Linked DNA regions of Mus musculus: region 1 is linked to region 2. A link is a contact called in public HiChIP or PLAC-seq data. All regions are on one chromosome and are shown on one strand. The core of a region is the stretch at or near the end of the contact, and the rest is flanking DNA. Distances in the headings are between cores, read along the strand shown. Region 1 holds the start of Cobl (cordon-bleu WH2 repeat). Region 2 overlaps Ddc (dopa decarboxylase).

The links. HiChIP or PLAC-seq counts read pairs in DNA pulled down with a chosen protein or histone mark.
Region 1: a contact with region 2 is called in an H3K27ac HiChIP or PLAC-seq map of embryonic stem cells, with 3 times the contacts expected there. The contact joins the promoter of Cobl here to the enhancer-like site in region 2. A contact is called at or near these places in 8 of 39 promoter capture datasets (cranial neural crest, embryonic stem cells, liver and 1 more), 12 of 484 Hi-C or Micro-C datasets (adipose-derived mesenchymal stem cells, embryonic stem cells, muscle stem cells and 1 more), 17 of 115 datasets of contacts at active chromatin or transcription factors (astrocytes, embryonic forebrain, embryonic stem cells and 1 more) and 1 of 9 other capture datasets (embryonic stem cells).

What each region holds. Positions count from the first base shown.
Region 1 is chr11:12,458,715-12,466,443 of GRCm38.p6, reverse strand. It overlaps Cobl (cordon-bleu WH2 repeat), which reads left to right and starts at 1,484. Exons shown (of 15, transcript NM_172496.3): 1 at 1,484-1,762. The coding sequence starts at 1,722.
Region 2 is chr11:11,819,588-11,826,504 of GRCm38.p6, reverse strand. It overlaps Ddc (dopa decarboxylase), which reads left to right. Exons shown (of 15, transcript NM_001190448.1): 11 at 1,637-1,656; 12 at 4,212-4,310. Among named protein-coding and RNA genes, the nearest start is that of Gm51937, 13 kb to the left of the region's middle. Within about 2 kb of position 4,709, at least 228 of the 459 cell types and tissues checked have an H3K27ac peak or open chromatin away from gene starts, as enhancers often do. A contact at or near this core is called in adipose-derived mesenchymal stem cells, embryonic forebrain, embryonic stem cells and 3 more, where this site is marked.

The sequences.
Region 1 (7,729 bases), core at 235-2,734, 640 kb before region 2:
GTAGTGAGCCCTGATTCACCCTCATTCACTGTCTTAAAGGCTAAGAGTAATGAAAAACACCAGACAAGGCTCACTCTACACTGAGTCACATTTTCGGGGAAGAGACCCATTCCAAACACATAAAGGTAAACATATTCAATATGACATGTATATCTACATGTATTTATACCTCTTGCATGCGTAATTAATACACTCAGTTTATATAAATATAAAAGCATGTAAGCATTTTGATTATAAACAGACATATAAAGCGCGCACACACACACACACACACACACACACACAGAAGATAAAGTGATATGCTTCCATGAGGAATATCAAGACAATCGGCAAGAGTATCAAACAAAACTCAAGACAGTGGACAAGAAGCAGATGGGAGTTGAGAGTGGGGATGTCCTTTGCGACAAAGAGGTCAGAAAAGAGCTCCCTGAGGAGCAGGTATCTGAGCAGAGCCTGCAGGATACACATTGCAGATCCCAGAAGCCCTCGGGTGGGGAAATGCTCTGAGTATTGTGTTCAAAAGGAAGCCAGGCTCTGCTGTAGGTATGAAGTGGTTCACCTGCTTTGAGTGGGCACTGTGGCTGGAGCAAAGAAGGCTACTGCAGGACTTGTATTTTGTACACTGGTCTCCCCTCTTTCCTTAAACAGAAAGTTGGGGTTCAGAGGAAGAAAAGCTTAGGCAAGCTTCTGGATACAGAGTTCAGTCACAGAATTTTGCCTCTTACTGGCATTTTATTCCAATCCTGAGAACCTAGTACAACTGCTGTATTTGAAGGGCGGAACTTCATAGCAATCAGGTTCTTTTCCTGTTCCCCTAAGGTCAATTAGCAGGCTGGAGAAGGGAAGCTTAGTGGTGCTGGGTCCTCAGGTTGACTTGCAGTGAGGCCTCAGCACCTGCTGCCTCTGCTGGTATTTTTGCTCACCACTCAACATGGGAATCACAGGGCTGGGGCCACAGTAGCATTCATTACTATCCAGGCAATTAGGCTGGCAAGCAGAAGCATGCATCCAAACAGGTGCAGTTCTTGTTGGCACTGGATGTCCACACTCCAGCCTCACTGCTTTCTGATTTCTCAGAAAAAGGTGTGCCCCTTTACCCCAAGCTGCGTCCCTCTCCAGTTTCCTATGCTGCACACCAAGGACCTCATTTTGGACCACTCTCCCCTCCCCTTACAGTAGATCTCTAGTTCTAACAAAGGTTCTTTTAGGTTCTGGGGCAGAAACTGAGGCGCTAGACCGTCTATTTTTCTCTCTTCCTTCAAGTCGGTTCTCGCAGCCTAGTCGGCCCGCCTCGCCCCGCGCAGCCACAGGTGGCCAGGTATTTGCCCGCTTAGTTCCTCCAGCCGGCTGGGCAGGTGACTCGGTGCCCACCGCGGGGCGCGCGCCCCGCCCAGGTGTGCTCCGGCGGGCAGCGGGGGCGCGCGGAGAGGCGGGCGCTGGGGAGCGGCGCGCGGGCACGGGGCGGCGCCGCGGTGGGCGCGGCTGAGCCAGTTTGGCGGGGGGCGGCGCACCTTGCTCCCGCGCCCGGGGTAGCCGCGTCCGTCTCTCTCCGCACGCCCCCGCCCGCCCGGACGCCCCAGGTCGCTTCCGTCCTCTCGGCACGGCCGCTGTCCTCGCTAGCCCCGCGTGGGAGGACGATGGGTCAGCGCGGAAAAAGTGAATGAGGACGGCGGCGCCGCAGCCAGCGCCCCAGTCGGCCGGCAGAGCAACCCGCCGGCTCCATGGACGCGCCGCGTGCACTGGCGGCCAAGCCCCCCACAGGGTAAGCGGGCCCACGAGGGCGGGCGTGGCTCTTCCCGAGGTGTTGAGGACTTGGGGCGCCTGGGTCGTTGCTCCGGTAACCGTGGCAGGCCTTGCTCGGGAACACTTTCTGCGAGAGGTGCTGCTGTGAAAGCCCTTGTGTATGTTTGTGTATGTGTGTGTTGGGGGGTGGGTGGGTGGAGGGAGTGCTGTCCCTCCGTGCAGAACCCCAGCTCTGAGCTGCCTTCAGCCCCTTGCAATAGTGGCAATTACGGGCGGAGGGGGACAAGGAAAATCCAGGCCTGAAACTCCAGCTGAGTCTGTCTGGTCCCATACACAGGTTCCTCCAGCCACTCCTCGCAGGCCCTGTGGCCCGCTGCTCCCTACCTCAATGACAAGGGGGTACTTGGTCTGTTGGGACCCATGTAGCCAGGAGATCTGGGGAGGTGTGTGGGGAAGGGACTTCATGAACACTCTTCTGCCCAAGCCTTTGTGCTGGGATCTCCCTTGTGTCTGAAGAGGTGAGGACCTTCTTCATCGGACCTGTAAAGCAGAGCTGTCAATCCTGTCTTCAGGATCCTCTAGTGCCTCAACCCTTTTAGTTTCTTTTTGCTGTCTCCACACCTTGCGGACAGAGATTCCCTGTCACACTGAGGATTTTACTTGCCCAAGAGAAACTTGCCTAACACAGGTCAAATAGACTTGCCCTTTAACCCCAACTCCCCGAATCGTGCCCCTCCGTGCCCATCTCTGCCAGGACAGTTGACAACCCTTGCAGACTTGGTAGATTTCAGAGAGCGCCGTGGGGCTGGCTTTTGACCTCTTCTTTCTGGAGCAAATGTGTTATGAGTGTTGCGAATGGAATGAGTTGGGGTGGGTCCGCACCTGCTCCCGAAATGGCCCACTTTCCACTTGAGCAGCTGGATTTTCTAAGGCGGCACTGGGGACAACAAATCTCTTTTCTTTAGCAGTTATGTCCCACTGACTCACCCGATCCCTTGCCCACTGACTTTGTTGCCCAAGTGTTTATAAAAGCCGTCTAAACCAGTTCTTTATTCTTAAAATCTCCCCTGGAGGCTTCCAAAAAAGTAAGATACATTTCTAACTCATAATCTTGAAGCTACGGAATTTTTTTTTTAAGACTTTTCTTCGCTAAGGTGTGGTTGTGGTTATATAAATCCTTTGAAGAAACAAATTCCCCTTAAAAAATAGATATGGGAATACTTTTTCATGGTAATGGAGAGCCCCTAAAATGACGTTGGGAGATGTAAACAGAATTGCTTTTAAAATTGCGACTTTTCTACATTGTTACATAACTCTATTTAAGGGGACTGAATTATTTCACCACTTTTTAAAAAAATAAATAAATATAAAGGGAATATTTAGGGTGCCTGCAAAGATCCATAGAGTGCAGAAACTGATGAAGGTGTCTGGTAATAGTGAAACCACCCTATGTCCTCCAGCCAGCCTGCTCCCTAGGCAGCCAAGAGGCCAACCCAGGTTTGTCTTCCTCACTGGGTGTCACAAGGGAAAACCAAGGTGCTATGCTATGGGTGAGAGAGTAAAGCTTTACAAGGCTTGATGCCTCTGAACCTTCAGCATGTTATATGATTGTTTCCACCTCTTTGTCCAAGAAATGTAGATCTATTTTTGTAACTTGTTATTGTTGTTTCTCATTTGTTATACCTTGAATAAAGAAACACCCCCAAATATAAATATGCTTATATATTTTTAACAAAGATTACAAGTTTAGTATGACGTATTTTGAGTTAGAATGCAAAGAAAGAAATGCAAGCATATTTTATATTAAGGTGTATTGATTGCCTATCATAAAGAATTGTGACATTTGGGGCTTCAGAATGTTATCGAAAGCAATTAGAATTTGTTGGCTTGTATCTGAAATTACTGTTTTCTTTATCTCTTGAGACTAGGCAGTGTTTGCAATGTGCTTGAGGGATGTTTGTTTTTTATCTGATACCACAGAGGTTACTTATAAAGTTACTTTGTATAAACTCTCTTTTTCCCCAAGTGACAGCCACAACTGATGGGATAAATTTGTTGTTATTGAGAACACCTCAGTCATCCTCGAGCATTGTAGACTGGTTGCAATGGACAAGAGAAAGATTAGTGAAGGGAAAGACAGATGGGCTGGTGAATATAAATTCATCTCCTTAGAGTGTTATCTTTGTTAAGAACACAAATGCAAATTTTTCCTTGGACTGAAATCATATCTGTCTTCCATAAAAGCAGCAACTGTGACAGTCATCTTCCTGGGAAGGAGATTGTATGAAGATTTAATGTGTTGCTTAGGGAATTTTAGAGCTCATTGTTAAAGTGTGTGTGGTGTGTGTGTGTGTGTGTGTGTGTGTGTGTGTGTGTGTGTTTGAATGTGACTGCACACATTTTGTGATGCCTTAGTGGAAATTAGAGGGAAGCCTGGGGGTCAATTCTCTCCTCTCACAGGGACTGACCTCAGGTTGGCTGGCTGGCTAGTGTAGGAAGTGATTTTACCTGTTGACTAGTCTCACCTGTCACTAGTCAGTTTCACCTAGTCAGAAGTGATAGCTAGTGAAATATTTTAGAACACAGTATCAAGACAGAGGGCCTATTTCTGTTGGCGTCCAGTATGAGCAGCCATACACTCCTGTTTGTACTAAACCATAAGTGTTTTCATATTAAAGAAATAGTGGCTACATATTACATTTGCTTTTGGCTAAAGTATTTAAGAGTCTCTAGATCCATCCTTAATAATGCGAAAATAAGGATTATCTGTCATAAAACTTCTATACTAAATTTGAGCTGCCTTTTTAAAGATGTCACTTCTGAGCTGTTCTTTATTCTGTCAACTCACTTAAGTAATGCTAAGCCTCTGGGTGTGGGCAATACACCTAGGGATTTTACTTTTTGTAGCTATAATCTTTATCCATGAGGAATTAGACATTTACAGTGTCAAATAGTCAGATAATTTCTATCATCTCATATCAATCATATATCATGTCATATGTCATATCATGTCATATCATGTCATATCATGTCATATCATGTCATATCATATCATATCATATCATATCATATCATATCATATCATATGGTCCTGATGGACCTGAAGGGCCACGGAAATTGCTTCAAAGGTATCTGTAAACAGTTGAGTCATTCCTGCCTTATGGGATTCTAGAATTCAGGCCACCCTTTGATTTTTCTCTCTCATGATCTCCCATGCAAGGCATATTTGATTATTATTGGGTGTCAGGACTGTACCCTGGAAAGGTAATAATCCCCACATTTATGCAGGCTTGAATTCTATGGCCTCTTTAATTTGGGACTTGCAAATGAGGTCCTAACGTGCGTGCACTAAACTTTATGTCTATAATTATTAAGAAAACTGTGATTATAGGATGTATCTGTATCCCATAATAATTGGCTTAAGATACTAGGCCTTTTGCACTTTGTAATTAAATTCACAATTATATTTGCTTTTACAACTGATGGAAGGTTTTAAAAACTGATCAGAAATATTTGATATTAAATCAGTTTTAAAATGCCCAAACAGGATTTTATTTAGACGTGAACAAAGTAAGGCCATTCAACAGACAGTGTATTTATTATATGGCCTTTTGGCCCTGTACACATTTAATAATGGGGCCTGTGGATTTTACATATCATCTAAGTTTAGTAATGGGTTTCATTCAATCTGTGCTGAAACACAGCACAGCTCTCATATTGCACGGCCCACTGAATGCTTACAGATTTTCTCCTGTTCACATTTAACTTTACTTAAACCATTTTTAATAATGATTGATACTGCTGGTGTAGATAATGTGTCTTTGGAAATGGCTTTCAGTCATATAAATGACTTGTAAACTGTAGCTTTCCCCTCCTGTGATCTGTGTCTCTGCTGTCTTCCTTCTGTCCCGCCACTGTTAGTTTCCTGTCTTGTGAAAGGGCCTCATACAGATCTCCATTTCCCTTCCCTGCTCCTTCCATTCTATATTTTCAACTTTTCTCTTGCCAAGGGGATATTCTCTATACTTGTCAAGGGTTTTCGTTTTACAGTGCTAAGAATGGTGGTAGCTTTCAAGACATGCACTTATCAGCCTAGACCCATGGTGTCGTGTACTTTACAGTGACAAATGGCAGTTTTCCAACAGTATTTGTGTTTCTCATTGTCCACCCCAGGCCCTTCCCCGTGTTTCTGAGCCAGTCCCCCAGCCAGCAGCACCCTGTGGTAATTTAGGATTTAAAATCATCTATCTGGTTGCCCTCATCGGGAGGTAAACTGCTCCAGGCTGGGACCGTGTCTTCCACCGGCCAAGTCCAATTAAAATAAGTTCCCTAGCCAAAAGTGTTTCTATTTTAACAACAACAAAAAAGCTTTAAAATCAACTGTCAAAATATATTTTAATTAGGCTTATTTGATTAGACACATGCCCAGATTGCAGATGCTTTCACAGCAAGGCCATTGTAGATCCAATTCCCACCTACACCCAACCAAGCAATGCCTGTTAAAAAGACTCCAGCTGAAGCTGGGCGTGGTGGTGAAGGCCTGTAGTCTCAACTGCTTGGGAGACTGAGGTGGGAGGATGACAAGTTCAGGGCCAGTTTGAGCTAGAGAACAGGTTCAATGTCTTCTTAGGCTCCAGAGTGAGTTCCAGGGCAGCCCAGGGAACTTAGACTCATTGTCAAAGTGAAAACAAAAAGGGTGTGTGTGTGGAAATGTGGCCTGCAGTGATCTCTTGGCACTCTTAGTGGTGTAGCTCCGTGCTTCTACCATCCAGAACCAAGCCAAACCAAAACACACTGCACAAAACAACACTGCCTGTAATTGATTTAGAGTCCATTACGCCCTTAGCCCTGAACATTTTCCAACTCCAACCCACATGAACTCAGGAGTCTCTCTCCTCCACCTCCCTTTCTGCTCACCTCAGCTCTGTCCAGCTTTTCCTTCCTTCCTTCCTCTTCACCATAGCTCTGTCCAGTCTTTGCTGCTCTAAAACCCAGTTGGAGAGCCCTTGTTCTAGGGGAAGCCCCACAGTGTTCCAGACAAGGCAGCCAGGGTACCCATTCTTTTTTACTGCAGCACCAGAAGGTGGTCTTAGTGGGCACTTGAAGTGACCTGGACTCCCATTCTCCCGTGGAAGAGAAAACACTGGGATGAGATTTGGGTGCTGGTGGTAATGAGCAGCTTCGGTAGTGGTGGCCTGCAGCCTGGATGCCGGTCAACTGAGCTGTCTGGCCTCACATTTTGTGAGGGTGAAGCAGTGCTTCCCTGTGTGAGTGGCCAGTGCACCTGAAGAACAGAGCTCTTCACCTGCCTTATGTTCAGTTAATTTTAAATGGAAGTACTCTGTGTGGGTTGTAGGTCTGAGTTGACTGTCAGGATCTGCCCATGGTTTCTCAGTCTCTGGTGCCAGTATAGCATTGTTTCTATAATCCTGCCACTGTTTCACACTTTCTGCCCTCAGCTTGCCCTGGGAGCCTTTTCTTCTATCACAGGATGGTTCCTGGCAGCCTTCAGGCCATGTGAGCTTTCCATCCAAGGGCTCCAGGAATTTGGTTAGTTTACTGGCATTTTCTCTGACATCTCCAACCTCTCCCCTGTCAGAAACTGTGAGTTTCGTTTGCTGGTCTCATTCTGCCTGAATTCAGAGCTCCTTGGAGGCAGGCGTCCTGCTTTGTGTAGTATCATCTGCCTGTGGCACAGGAGACAGCTGTCATCCAGTACACCAACCCCACATCCCAATTGTGGTTTGATAAGATAGTCTTAGAACTCACAGGGACTTCAGTGTCATATGATTCAGTGTGTTCCCAGAATGTGCTAGATACCTCTTTTGAAAAAAAAAAAATCCTGACATTTACCTCCGCTTTCACATACCTTTGTTTCTGCCAGACACTGTGTGAACAGACGGACCAACTAGTGCTGAAGGTTCTCTGCTCTGTTGAAGCTTGCCAACATGAGGCCTTACCATGCAGTAGCCCCACAGAGGAGCAG
Region 2 (6,917 bases), core at 3,460-5,959:
TTGTATTTCTCACAGTTTTAAGCATTGCCTGATTTTATTGCTTTAAGGTTTCATTTACAAGCTGCCTACACCAAAATAAATCATGAAGGGTTAAAGATGTAGTAGGCATGAAAGACATAATAAGCAGTCCACAGTGTGTAAACAGCTGTAATCATAGGAACTTGCTGGTGTAGAGGAGTTGCTGGCATTGTTGCTGCCAGCTCTAAGTGATTGTACAAGGAGCTCAGGTGTTGAGGCCAGTCTCCCTTCAACCCCAATGAAACAGACTCACAAAGAAGCAGATTTCCACCCATGTGTGCTCTCCTCTCGCTCTAAAAGCCACTGTGCCTAAATCCTTCTTAAAGCGGTCAGTGTACCTTCCTCCCACCATGTTTCCTGAAATGAGGAAATGCTCTACAATTCTGTAGATGGCAGACGCTAACCCACAGCGGGAAAGATGACACTTGAAAGATGGCTCATCTGGCAGAACTACCTTTTCAATTTCCTTTAGTTCCACACAACAACTAGATTAAAATAGCTGAATGTGACTAACGGTACTGTATCAGATAGCTCAGGCACATACACTCTGAGGCGGCGACGTCAAACATTCATTTTCACTTATGAGTCATGTAGTTATGGCCAGGTACCTTGGGCCTTTATGAGTCACTATCAGGTTATTTTTTGGCACCATGCCACTGACATCAAGTTTGTTTATGAGCTCCGTTGCTGGCAAGAGGCTCCAGAGAAAAGGTCAGAGTGTGGGATGGGAATTGAAGACCCTGTCTCTGAGTCACTCAAAAGATAGGCTGAGACCAGTAGTTATGTATGTCCCCAACATGGCTACTTTATCCTCGTTAAGAAAAGACCTAGACTTTCCTGATTCCCAGTAGAAGTCAAATAATTACTTCAGAAGTCCTGGATAGAGAATGTGAACCCTCCCTTGCAGTGCAGTGCACCGTGGGTATGTTAGGTGTTCCAGCTGAAACTACCATGCTACAGTTGCTATTGCCTAGAAAGCAGGGGTGTGTGCAAGCTGCAGCACGCTTTGCTTGGCCTGCATTTCTGGGAGAGATTTCCAAGGTGCCTGACTCCCTATTGTGCCCAACAGGGCTGCAGCCAGCCTTTGTGTTTTCCCCTAGTCTGTGTCCAAGACACTCTAGAAACTGTGGTTTGTGACTCCACACAGGGCTCTCTTCCCCATGCTGTCCTGGGATCTAGGGTTGTAGGCACCAGAGAACATGAGAGTGCTAAACAGGCTTTTCAGAACCCATGTGGGAGCACTGAGTCCAGGATAAGAAGGAATTTGACTCAGAGTGTATAGAGCAGCTGCTCTGTGCCAGATGCCAGTCAACACCCTTGAATATGGAGATGAGACGACCCCCCCCCCCACCTCCTTATTATTTGAATCATTCTTTGTATCACCAGCTCCATTAACAATTCAGCCTTCCAAATGTGTCCTGGGCATCCTGCTTTCAGGGACTCCCCTTGAGTCAGTTACCTTGAATGAGCCACACAGAACACTTAGCCCTAGCCAGTCCTTGGATAGTTTCATGTCTGCCACAGAAGTCATCACTTATAAGCCTGGAGGAAAAAAGGATACCTTTTCTTCTAATGGCCTCTCTCTAATGGCTGCTTTTTGTCTTTCTCTTTTCTCCAGGATTCATCACTGACTACAGGGTAAGTGAGTGGCTTTGCCCATTGTAATCAAACTCTGAGGTGCCAAGGGCTCCCTACTGTGCTGTTGCTGTCACACACACACCCCCACCACATTCCGGAGCAGGAGGCCACAAGAGGCAGCTTCTAAATGTGTTCTGACAGACATATTAGGTGGCTTTGCCGTAAGCATCTCTGCCACGTCCATCAAGGGTCGGTCTTCACAGCCCACGTGGCCCTTTTTTCTGCCTTCTGCCTGTACTTGGGGCAGCGTCCTGGGGAGTGCTAGGGCAGAGTCAGAGAAGAGCCAGCCTCTTGGACAGGATCGTAGTCTTGGCAGTCTTTCCTCTACTCACTTTACTTCTTTCTCCATTTTTTTTTTTTTTTAATATTCACCACAAATGTTTTCTGGATTTTGAAAACACCAGGATGTCCCAGCTTTGCTCTGGAAAGGAATTTGGAACCGCAAGTAATGCTGGGAGGTTTCTTCCAAGAATAGAAGCCAAGCCGGGCTGGGAACATGAGGGGCCCACTGCATCTGCTGTCTCTCTCAGAACACGAAGGGGCCCACTTCATCTGCTGCCTCTCTGACTAAAAAAAAAATCTGACCTGGCTTATTTGCTGGGTGGGGAGGCGGGTGTGCATGGTGAACACAAGACACTATCAAAGCATCTTGTCCGAAGTAGTGTGTCTAAATTCTTGGGGCAGTATGTCAGCCACTGATAATAAGGGGTAGCAGGATTGCCTCTCCTAGACACAGAGTACCCTTCCTTCTTCTGATGACAGCTGCAGGCTGGCAGGTGCAGGTTACCAGGGAATCTTCATCCTATCTTCTCCCAGGCCAGAGTCTCATGGAAGCTTGTGCTATGGGGAAAAGCTAGGACTTGTGCAGCTATGGGTATGGCCAAGAGAACACTCCATTTTCTCCTTTAACTTTGTACAAGCTAGCCCTATTTAGGATCCAAGTTACCTTTTAGAAAGCACAATTTAAGGGATACTATAAGAATAATATTAAAAGTAGTTTGAGGATAAGATCACTTAAAATCTTTTCATCCTGACACTTCTGTGGGCTTTGGATTTGTATTACTCTTGTGGGGGGTACAAATGCCAGACTTTTGAGAGGAAAAGCTCTACGTTAAACAGAGCTTGGCAAGTCTGTCAGCAATTGTCAGCAGACCCTCCATTGTTTTAAGTGAACTTGGCATGAGGTCAGATGTCCCCTTCCCCACAATGGTACTTAAACTGTGCAGAAGCAAAATGGAAAAACAAACAAACAAACAAAAAAACCCCGCACATCCTATGGCCTTATTGTCTCATTCTGATTTTATATACTTGGTAAAAGTTGCAGGACTGCTGCATAATAATTCAGGAAAACCAGAGGCCTTCATAAAGAAACAGTTTAATAATAAGGAATTAAACTAGGGAGTAAAGTCTGATGGCGCACACCCTTAACCCCAGAACTCAGGAGGCAGGGGCAGGAGGTTCTCCTAGCCTACCAACCTAGCCTACTAAGTCCATGCCAGCTGGGGCTACATAATGAGACTGTGCCTCAAACAAAAAGCAATTATACCATAGGCATACAAGTATAGGGGAAACAGCATATATACATTTGGTGTTGTCTCAGATTTCATGATTCAGGGAGGAACGACTGCATTTAAAAATAAACTCTGTGTTCCTAGAAGCAGCACGGAGCTCACTCTTAATTGTAGCTAAAGCTAATTCTTAGTGGGCTCTGTGATGGTAGACAGCGGGCGAGTTTAGGGTGCTTTTCCCAACTGTAGAACACCACCCAGAAGGGAGACTGCGCTTTCTCTCCAGGAGACTGGAGCCTCCGGACTAGATAAGAAGTAAAGAGCTCCCCTCCCCCAGCCCGCCCTTTGTAAGCCCAAGTAAAAGAATTTCAAAGAAAGCCAGGAAGTAGTGCAAGGCCATCCTCCCGACAGGCCTGTGTCTCATGCCTGCCCTTTCCTACGTGCTTTTATTGCATTTCCAACCATCATCCATCACCATCAAGAAGAATGTGAGGAGCCAGTGTGAACAGCCTGTCAGATGACCGTCTGGAAAAGCTAGGAGAAGCAGAGGCAGGCTTCTTTGGTAAAAGGGTATTAGGGGTCACTCCCCAGAGGTCAGTGAGACAAAGGCGCTGATACTGTTTCAGAGTGCAGCTTCAGTGCATCCAGGCAGAGAAAGGCAGACACACAAGGAGTTCAGCACCCTCTCTCTGCCTGGATGACCTCCTGCCCCCTCGGAAGCTGCCTAGGGCAGGACCACATCATTCCTATTTCTTCCTGGAGTGCCTCCTCTGGGGTGTACTCAGCAGACATTTGTGCGTTGAAAATGGTAAACTTCAGTGCCTCTCGTTCAGTGTTTCTTCTGTCCTCATCTCCACAGGATGTGAAGGCAGCTTCTCCCTCTCTTCTCCCCAGCTCACACAACAAGTTGTACGCCTTCCCGGCTGGGAAACGGCCATTCTATAGGAAACTGGCTGCTTCCAGAAGAAACCGGCTGACTGGGAAGCTGAAAAGGAGCCTGGCTGTTTGCACTGTTCTCACTGACGGGTTCTTTATATTTTATTTCAGCACTGGCAGATCCCACTGGGGCGACGATTTCGCTCTTTGAAAATGTGGTTTGTTTTTAGAATGTACGGAGTCAAGGGGCTGCAGGCTTACATCCGAAAGGTGACTGCCTTCTTTGTTTATCTAATGTTCTAACGGTCGGTCGTAGGAAACTCAGAAACGAATTCAGGTGTCTTTGTAAGCAAACACCATCATGCATTGCCTAACAACAGGGATAAGCTCTGAAAAGTACATCATGAGGCCCTTTCATAAACATGAGGGCATCAGAATTTTCATATACAAGCAGAGACAGACAATTTCCTAGAAGGGACAGGCCTTTGGGGACAGAGGAATGGATGTGATAAGTTATTCTCCCCCAGTGAAACGAGTCAATTCAAACCAGGTTTGAATAAAGGCAGGTTTCTTGGGAAGCAGCTCTGGGGCGAGTTCACTGGTCCCAAGGAACGAGGCGCCACGAGGAGCGAGACAGAGGGGAGGGGGAAGAGAAAGCGAGAAAGAGCATGCGCGTTCAGGGAGAGAGAATGCAGAGAGGGGGGAGTGAGGGGGAGCGAGAGGCCAAAATGTCTGGATTACATAGGAAAGAGCTTCTGGGGGAGGGGAGGGGAGGGGAGGGGAGGGGAGGCCCAGCCCGGGGCTGGAAAGTTCAGGCTGGAAAGAGAGTGAGAGCAGCCATGATCTGCTGTTGTCTGAAAGAGCGTTTTTTTTTTTTTTTTTTTTTTTTTTTTCCTTAAGCACAGCGTTGGAATCAGGCAGTAGTTTGGGCCTTTACGATTAAGGCACTCACAAACTGGTTCTATGTATCTTCTAAGACACTTTCATTAGAATATAGGTTATCAGCTCCAGGAAGTTAATTAAAAGCAGTGTGTAAATTTAATGTTTTCCACGTATCCATCCAGCAGTAATTTTGACGGAGCAATACTAGTAATGAGAGCATAATGTTTTTCTCCCCCACTACCGCCAAACAAAATGAAATAAAACAAGCAAGCAAACGAACAACAGCAGCAACAACAACCCAAACCTCCCAAACTAAGAAAACCTTTGAGTTGGTTGGGATAGATACCATCTAGTCCTTTTGTCTCAAGGAGGCTTTCTGGGCAGTATGGAACTTCGGTTCCAATAAGCCACCCAGTCACTATGATGTGCCTTAAAGTAGCTTGAGGAGCCGCTTATTATTCTAAGTCCTACTACCCTACTTTTTTTGTTTGTTTGTTTGTTTCCAGGCTAAGCCCTGAGTATGAGCCAGGACATGTCTACCCATTTAGTCAGATGCAGAGGGCCCAGTGACTTCAGCTGAGTCCTTTCTAAGCCACAACATCATCTTGATGAGGCAAGCATGCCTGTGGTTTCCAGCCTGTGGTGGTGACAGCTTTCCCCTTAAGTCCCACTGCATTACCAGATGTGCAGCTAAAGGCAGGGGCTGAGTGTCTCGGGCCCTCTTCTATGACAGGATGCAGAAAAGCAGTTGTTAGAAGAGTACCCGTGTCTCTTCTAAACTGGCATCTGTCCAGGTCACAAAACTGTTGTAAGGAAATGTATGCAAACATTGAGCAGTGTAAGAAGCTACACAGGGGAAAGAACTAGAAACCTAGAGTGTGTGTAGATTTCTAGATAGTCCCTGATCCAATTGCAAACGGGATAAGGAGGGTGAGTCAACTTGTGTGTAATAAGAAAGAAACCCCAAGTGGTTTATCAGTCAAAGGTGGTGATGACTCTCAGTTCAGGACAGCTCACTGCGATTAGCTTGTGCCAGGTTAAAGACACACCACACCTCTTTCTGGAAAGGCCCCAATCCAGCCTTCACAGGAGACCATAGGAATGGTCAAAGATGGCGTTCCTAGGCTTGAGCTAATTGAAGAGCATTTTAGTCCTGAATCTTTGGTGCCCTCTGGTGGGAAGACTTGAGACAATTGCTTCTGTGGCATCTATGACCAAACAAGCTGTGTGTGCTTCAGCTCCTCTAAAGGATGGGCCTTGTGGAAGGTAGTGCTGGATGCCAGGAGGCTCCAATTAGCTAAGTGTGCCCTTGGAGAGTGAGCAAATGTTCATATGTGGTTTTAATCAGTTTTTGAATTCTTTAAACATCTAGAGATTAAATAAGTTGGTGTATTCAATGCGATCACATAGCGTTTTCTTTTTCCTTTTAATTATTTTATTATTTTGGAGCTAGGGTCTCAGTATGTAGCCTTGGTTGGCCTGGGGCTCAGTATGTCGATCAGGTTGGCCTCAGGCTCAGTATGTCGATCAGGTTGGCCTGGGGCTCAGTATGTCGATCAGGTTGGCCTCAGGCTCATAGAATCTTCCAGGTGCTGTGATTACAGGCACACACCATCACACCAGAGGGGACACAGCTCTTGAATGTGGCAGGTTAGGGTGATTCCTGTCTGTAAGTTGGAATCAGGCTGGGATCACTATCCCATTTACTGCAGAAGTGATACCCCAGTGTACACATCAGATGCAGCTGATGTGAATCTCAGCTGAGCCCAGGTATGACTGAGGCCTACGCTATGACACTTGTTCTTGCAGGGTCTCAGTTTCCTATCTACAAATTAATAAAGCTATCATGAGGAGGTCAAGGTGGCCTTTTTTTCTTTTAGAATCTTCAACTACTTCTTTATAATGTTTATTATAAAATTATAAACGGAAGGGGGTTAAAACATAGATCCATGGACAGAAGAAAATGAGGTTTTTTTTTTTTTTTTTTTTTTTTGA